2 separate regions of the Mus musculus genome follow, and region 2 is linked to region 1. The links are chromatin contacts, called in public Hi-C maps. All regions are on one chromosome and are shown on one strand. Each heading gives the region's core, a stretch centred on a gene start, on an enhancer-like site or on the middle of the called end of the contact. The rest is flanking DNA. Distances are from core to core; before and after follow the strand shown.

Region 1 (3,899 bases), core at 1,397-3,896:
TTTTCTGCTGTATTCTGATTTGAGCCCAATACTACTTATTGCAAAACTCTTATTGCAAAATCCCTATAACATGTGAACCCTTTAATATAACACCTGGAGGGTAAGTTGTACCTCACAGCTGTCCATGTGGTTACACATATGCCTGTCCCCTGAACATAGGAGGACTGTATAGACAGTAGTCTGAAGGGAGATATCTGAAGAAAATGTCAGATATCTTCTTTCAGGAGCAAAAGAAAGTTAGAAGAGACGTCCAGTAATGTTCACAGAGACCTAGGGCACCATGGGAGGTGGGTCAACAGAGCTGGCCTCAGAGACCTAGGGCACAATGGGAGGTGGGTCAACAGTGCTGGCCTCATCAGATGCTGGGCCTGTCAAGCCTGAAGCGCCATTCTTAAGTACCTCATCCCAAGCTTACCTGAGCACCCAAACAGCAGATAGATTTTTCTCCCTACATCTTCCTTGATGCCTAGTAGTATAAATTACCACACCAAACACAACTGTTCTAACAAATAAAAGTATCAAGAAAATGATTTCTAATGATACTCTGCTATATTCATAGATTGGTGCCCTATTCAGTCAGTATCAGAGATGCTTCCTTCTGCAGCAAATGGGAGCAAAGGCAGAGAGACCCACTGCCAATATCCTTGGAACGCACAGCTCAAAGTGAGATGCCTCCATTAAATCCATCCCTCAGAGCTCAAGCAACCCAACTGAAGAAGAGGTGGAGATAGTGTAAGAGCCAGAAGAGATGGAGAACACCAGAAGAACAAGTCCCTCTGAATCAACTGACCAAGGCTCACATGAACACAGAGACCGAAGCAGCAAGCACAGGGCCTACACAGCTCTGCAGCGCAGGCCCATTGTGTATATATTACAGCTTTGAGCTTAGTATTTTTATGAGACTTCTGAGTGTGTGAATGAGTGGATCTCTGACTCTTGTGCCGGATTTCAGGGGCTGTTTCCTTTCTGGTGGGTTGCCTCACTCAACCGTGATGTGATAGTTCTTGTTTTATCTCATCATGGTTTATTTTGTCACGTATGGTTGTTATCTCTTAGAAGCTTGTTCTTCTCTAATGACAGAAAAGGAGCCGATCTGGAGGGCAGGTGGGGGAGGGGCTGGGAGGAGTAGAGGGAGGGGAAATTGTGAACAGGATATGTTGTATAAGAAAAGAATCTATTCTCAAAAAAAGGGAAAAATAAATAAGCTGAGGGGATAGGGACAAAGCTTCAGCCCAGACACATCTGTGTGAAAGAAAAGCTTGGTTTCCTGTCCTAACACCCCTAGTGTGAGAAGAAAGTCTCAAGGTGAACTCCCATTGTCTCACTTAACCTGGGTAGGAGCCGCCAGCGGATGTTTTATTACCGAATTTTCGAGAAATGTCCCAAAGCTATCTTCTCATCTAATTCCCACCCACACAAACAGGTAATTCCCTCGGTTTATTCCTGCACTGTATCCACTCCCAACTTTCACAGTTTGTGGTTTCTACATTTAAAATTGTTTTTCATAGAATCTGTTAAATGCCAGGAGCTGAGACTGATGGCTTCTTGATTTACTTAATCCTCACAGAAGCCAAAGAAGAGGGATTATTGCCTACTTGAGAGAAAGGAGGTCAGAGGATTATTGAAGAGAGCTTATGGGGATTGTAGGCATAATGGGGTCAGCCTTGGAAGAACTCTGTCTCCAGGATTCTTGACACCTCAGAAGTACCCAGCATCTCTGCCTCTGTCCTTGACTGAACTGCCTTCTGCATTCACGTGGCATCCACTCAAGGCCCATCCGACACCAATGCTGTCCCACAGAGCCGGTTCACAGGTTTCCCAGGCACGTCTGTTATCTTCTGAAGGTGCACAGCGGTGGCTGACATGGTTCACACATCCCATCTCTCTTGCTGGTTCCTGCCTATAAGGGAAAAGGTTTTGAGCATTCTCTTTCCCCACTCCCCAGGGTGTGTGGTGTAGGAAGCTTGCAATATAGACTCGCGGCTGGAATAAATGTCTAATGCTCATTACCTAGGTGTTAAGAGACAAGCGTGCTGATTTTCAGATTTAGAATGTTTATGTGTGATGTGGAGTGGTATGTAGTTGAAAGGTTCCTTTGGGGGTCCAAACAGAGTTAAAAGCTAAAAGAAACCTTTCTACCATAAATAGTGTCATTATATAAAAGTGGGAGAGAAAACATCATCTCTGTGGCTAGAATGCTTTGATATTCATATTTTTGTCTCTTCATCAAGCTATCCACTTGTATAACTGCCTTTCTATTCTACAGACACCCACAAGCAGCCCTCCCCTGGACTCAACTGTGGCCTGGCCTGCAGGGATTCTCAGAAAAGATCAAATGAGAAGCCTACAAAGCTCCCCCATTTAATCCTTGTAACCACCTTTGAAGTGCAATTATTATCTACAAGATGCTCAAGAACTGCTTCTGAGTTGCCAGTTGCTTGGAAGCCAGGAGGGACTGGACCAGACTTCCTGGCCCCTCAGCATCCTGGCTGTCTGTAGAACATCACCCCACACTGCCAGCTTTGCTCTAGGCTCTGGCTCCTTAGCTCCCTCCTCAAACCACACTCTCTTCCTGCACTGGGTTACTGTGACAGGATCTGCAGTCCTGGAAATTCCTCTTCCAAAGTTGCTATAGAAACTCCCGGTGTGGGTGTGTGGAGGAAGGGGTGCGATTCCTCCCAGCTGATGCACAGAACTTTGCACAGCTTGAGGCAGCATAGAATCAGACCCGTGGCGTTTCTCACCCAATTTGAGCCGCCCCAGAGTGTGGAGGAGGAAGACACCCTACTCCTTCTCTGTGTATCAGTGAGGGAAAAGAAAAAAGTCCTCTGATGTGGTTCAATTCTATCTAGAGAAAAGTGAAGAGCTGGCTGAGCCCAGCCACTTCAGAAACAGTGAGTCAGGACCAGAGTGGCCACCCAGCACGCAGGATGTCAAAGATTACCACCAGTCAAAAATGGACACAGCGTGCTTCTCAATATGATGCAAACAACACTCGCCTATTTTGTCAAGATACAGGTTAGGGAACCTGCATGGTCACATAGCTTCATTAGTCAGCCCTACAGTCAGCAGCGGGGACTGGGTGAGCCTCCTGATCAATAGCGCCCCCTGGTGATCAAGCGCTCAGAACAATCAGATGAAACAGGAATTTAATGTTGACAAACTGGATTTTCACAGGGTTGCCTGTGAAATTATCTCTTCTCACACAGTTCTTAAAATAAATCCTGTTGAAGGGAGGGTTTCACATGGGGAGAAGTGACAGATATATCCTGTTCTGCATAAGATGACTAATATCCGCACATGTTCACAGACACAAGCTAGAGAATGTCAGAGACACTCAGGCCTCGAAGACTCTGGGCCTCTTGGCCCATATGGAGAATGGGAGGTGAGAAAAACAGGTGAGTTATCCAGGAAGATGAAGACTCCACTGAACCAAACACTACTGAGTGCTGACTTGCATGTGACTGTATGCTAGGATAGATAGGCTAAGCCTGGAGATACAACTGAGAGATGCTGCTGCTCAATGGGCTTCATAGTGCACTGAGAGCAGTAGGGCATAGGCAGTTGTAATAGCAAGAACAAGAGAAATAAACTGTGGCATGTGGATAACGAAAGACTGAGTTCTCCACGGTGTGGATATGAGAACAGGCCAAGTTTAACCAGCTTTGTAAGAGTTTGTGAGCTTCCTAGATCTATCATAAATAACACTGTGTTTATAAGAGTCCAGGCCTTTAAAGACCAAATGTAAATATGTTTTTAAACATGTTTAAAACATTGACCACTGTAAATACAAGATATTAAAGAGTAATTTTATAGAGGGTCATGAGCTATGTATTCTAGGGAAGTAGTCATATCAGGAAATACACACAAAGGTCACCAGAAAAGAGCTGGGTCACACA
Region 2 (3,591 bases), core at 688-3,187, 580 kb after region 1:
GCACACACACACAAAAGTAAATGTAAGAGCAACTTTTAAAAAAATGAAACACCAAGAGGTTTTTAAAGAAGGGCACTAAAGCACGCCATCTATGAAGTCAAACCTCACACAGCTGGCCAGGGACAGAGACAGCAACACCACTGGGCCTTATAGACAACACAACAAAAGTCTCGTGTCCATGCTTTAGGGTCTTCACCACCCCTCGTTGCAATGGTAAAAACTCTAGTTGGTTTTTAACACAATAAAATAAATTCTGGAAAACAAAAAAACCCAAAAACCTCAATTCTGCAAACATCCTTAAAAAGATAACCCTTGGTCATATTAGCAGGACCATGTCTAAGTTACACAGAGTGGGGTGGGAAGGTACTCTCAGTGATGGGGACACCAGGCAGCTCTCTACTCAGGGGCTAGGCCAGGCCTCTTGCTGAAGGCCAGCTGCTGCTCCCTAGTGAAAGCAGGAGGAGCTGGCATGTTTAGACAGGGGAAGCAAAGGCAGCCCTGAATCTGAAATCAGGGCAGCCAATCTGGACATTCCTCTGGTGCTGGGTTGGGGGCCTGCCACATGTGACAACTCTTAACGGCTACTGCAGAGAGTTGCTTTCCTGGCAGGTCCACACTGAAAATGGAATAAACAGCCCATAAAACAATCCAGCCCCCTTGACATACATAAACCACGAGACTGACACTACACAACCGTAAGGGGAGCCTCAATGGATAAACCATCCACCAGGTGACCTAGACCAACATTTCTGGCCAGAAAAGTGAATGAATGCGCTTCCCAGCTTACTCACCAGGCTCTTTGTTGGGGCAAGGATATATAAGGTGACCTGTCGGAGAAGAGACCCTGGCAAAACAGGAGGCCATGGGAACCTGCTGCTGAATCTACTCATGGGCTGGCCATTCCCACAGGGACACTCCCATCAACAGCCAAGCATGTGGGCAGGAGAGCCTGGCCAGGTGCAGCTGACCCAGGCTGCCAGACTGCCTGCAAGAACAGTTAGAGTTTAACAGCAAACATAATCCTCACTGGCATGGCTGAGGTGTAAAACCAGTTCACACCCTAGACTCCTCCAGGAAGACTGGCTCTGGGCAGGAAGGTAGGTGGCCCCCGGGCTCTGGAAGCTCCACTTATGGGCATCTGAGAAGAGAAACAGCTCCCCAAAATTTTCCATGGAACTTAATCAGCCTCAAAGCCAATAAATCCTGGTGTGGTGTTTACGTAAGCGCTCCTAGCCTCTGGCCCTCAGCCAGTACTCCGAAGCCTACGCTGTGCCAGCTGTCGGCAGTGGGGTGCCCTCTCTGCTGCCCCCACCCTGCCTCACCAACCTAAAAGAAAGTCAATGAATCACAGAAATGTTCCTCCTATAAAAGGAATATAAATGTTTATTAAGAAATTATGGGAACCAGGTCAGGCATTTTGCAATCTTAGTCATACTAGCTAATTAAAAAAAAAAAAAAAATCAAAATAGAAACCCATCTTAGAAACTTGAGACAATGAAAGCTTCTCCAGCCAAGGAGCCCTTGGATCCCAGACTCAGCTTGGTTGTCAAGGCAACTCAGTATTTACCTCCAGTTCTGCTGTGTAGGAGGACCCTGGCTGGGACCAGGAACAGCCAACCAAGCCACCTCCTCCCCAACACCACAGAGGATAGGTGCCAGGGTGTCCCCAGAGAGCGGAAGGAGGAAGCCACAGCTTCCTTCATGGCTACGCAGTCGTCTCCCCTGCATAGCTACCTACAGCACAAAGGAGAGGCGCCCACATTCTCCTTCCTTCAGTCCCCTGTGCCCCGGGGTTCCTTGGGGGTTGGAAACCACTGAAGGCAAGTTAGAACCAGCTTGGGTCCAAAGTACAAAGAGGAAATTAAGGGTGGATGTGCCCAGACTGCACCCTCAGCTGGACAGCCCATGCCCACACTCAGTACCCACCCAGGCTCCACATCTGTGAGGAGACCTGAAGGGATGGAGGGCAGAGTCCCTTGTGCTTAACTACGGGTCCCTCTCTACATCCCGAGGACAGCCCTGTTGGCACAGTCACGCCCAGCATACTACTCCCTCCTCCTCAGCTCTTGCAGGGCATCAGGCTTTCTGAAAGGCTCATGGCACTACAGCAACAAACACTCCTGCTACAGCCTGTATACCTACAGGACAGCTTATGGCTAACTTCCATCCAAGGGAGCAACTGTCCTATGTGCTGGCTGAATGGCTCGTATGTGTGCACGCATCCATACACACCCACATAAACTCTTTCTTCCAAGCCGAGCTCCACGGGTAATTTAACAAATGAGTTCATAACACTGGATCATAATTCAGGCCATGAGCCAGATGTGGGAGTGAAGAGCTATAATTCTAGCTCTTCGAGAGGCTGGGGCAGGAGAACCCTAAGTTCCAGCACAGCCCAGGAAACTTAACGAGATTACTGACAGAGGAAAATAGCTGGGGCTCAGTGGAAAAAGTACTTGCCTAGCATATATAAAACCTGGGATGCCATCTCTAGTAAGGGGATACTACTTATTATGACAGAGTAGAAGAATGGGGACAGGAAAATAAAGGCTGAAGTTTTTCAAAAGCTAGAGTGTGGGCTTAAGAGTGATACAATTAGACAAAGCAAAATGCCTATCCACAGGACAGGCCACATCAGAACCTAGTCTTGCAGGCCTGGCAGTTCGGGAAAACCAGCTTTCTGATTGCTAACATGGCAGAACCGTGCCAGTGCAGGTAACACCCTGACTGTTCTCTTTCAGAGAGCCACATCCCTCCACAAAGCCTGGCAGGCACACAGCCTTGACATATGGACATTCTACAAAGCCCAGGGCTCACACAGAAGACACTGTGTGTTGTATCAGGCCAAGTAGCAAAGGGGGTTGGGGGTGGAGGACACTCTGGAAAAGATGATAGTTCAAAGTCCCTGTGTGTCCCAGGTGCTGCCAGGGGCTGATAGTCAGAAACAGCAGATTAGAGAAAATCTTCCTGAGAACCTAAGGCAGTCCGAGGGTCCTAAAGACCACCTACATGTTGCAGGTCACTCAGCAAACCTGGTAGGGGAGGAGCATGGGAGAAACATGTAGGTACCATCACCACTAAGGTGGGGTGGAAGCAAGAACAAGGAGATCGGAGAGGCATGGGTCAAGACAATGGAGAAGGAAAAAAAAAAAATTTAAGCCGTGCAGTGGTGGAGCACTTGGGAGGCAGATTTGAGTTCGAGGCCAGCCTGGTCTACAGAGTGAGTTCCAGGATAGCCAGGGCTACATAGAGAAACCCTGTCTGGGGGGCGGGGTGGGAGGGTGGGGGGTGGGGGGAGGTAGACAATGGAGAGCTGCTAAGGACTAGACTACAGTCAACACATCCTCATGTGACTGGCCACTATGTAATTAACTTAGGCTCACCATCCTTGTTCAAACAACATGTCTGGGGCTTGTGGTTGGAAAGAAGCCCAGGTTCACCCTTGGTGCCAATCTTCTGAGCACACACCTCAGTGCCCCTCGAACAACACCCAGGAGCGTGGTCTGTGGGTACAAGTCTCCGTCCTCTTTCCTAGCACTTCTTCACAACCCTCTTGCCTACTTCCCAAGCCAAGCAAGCTCCCTTTGTTCA

What was found. A called contact is a pair of places that touch in the nucleus more often than the background predicts.
Region 2: a contact with region 1 is called in a Hi-C map of cortical neurons, with 4 times the contacts expected there. The contact joins two enhancer-like sites. A contact is called at or near these places in 1 of 39 promoter capture datasets (hippocampal neurons), 2 of 484 Hi-C or Micro-C datasets (cerebral cortex and cortical neurons) and 1 of 115 datasets of contacts at active chromatin or transcription factors (forebrain).

Annotation. Positions count from the first base shown.
Region 1 is chr7:63,343,160-63,347,058 of GRCm38.p6, forward strand. It overlaps 4930554H23Rik (RIKEN cDNA 4930554H23 gene), which reads right to left. Exons shown (of 10, transcript NR_131089.1): 10 at 1,533-1,900. Among named protein-coding and RNA genes, the nearest start is that of 4930554H23Rik, 99 kb to the right of the region's middle. Within about 2 kb of position 2,647, at least 28 of the 459 cell types and tissues checked have an H3K27ac peak or open chromatin away from gene starts, as enhancers often do. A contact at or near this core is called in cerebral cortex, cortical neurons, forebrain and 1 more, where this site is marked.
Region 2 is chr7:63,923,879-63,927,469 of GRCm38.p6, forward strand. All of the region lies in intron 1 of Klf13 (Kruppel-like factor 13), which reads right to left. Among named protein-coding and RNA genes, the nearest start is that of E030018B13Rik, 8.8 kb to the left of the region's middle. Within about 2 kb of position 1,938, at least 300 of the 459 cell types and tissues checked have an H3K27ac peak or open chromatin away from gene starts, as enhancers often do. A contact at or near this core is called in cerebral cortex, cortical neurons, forebrain and 1 more, where this site is marked.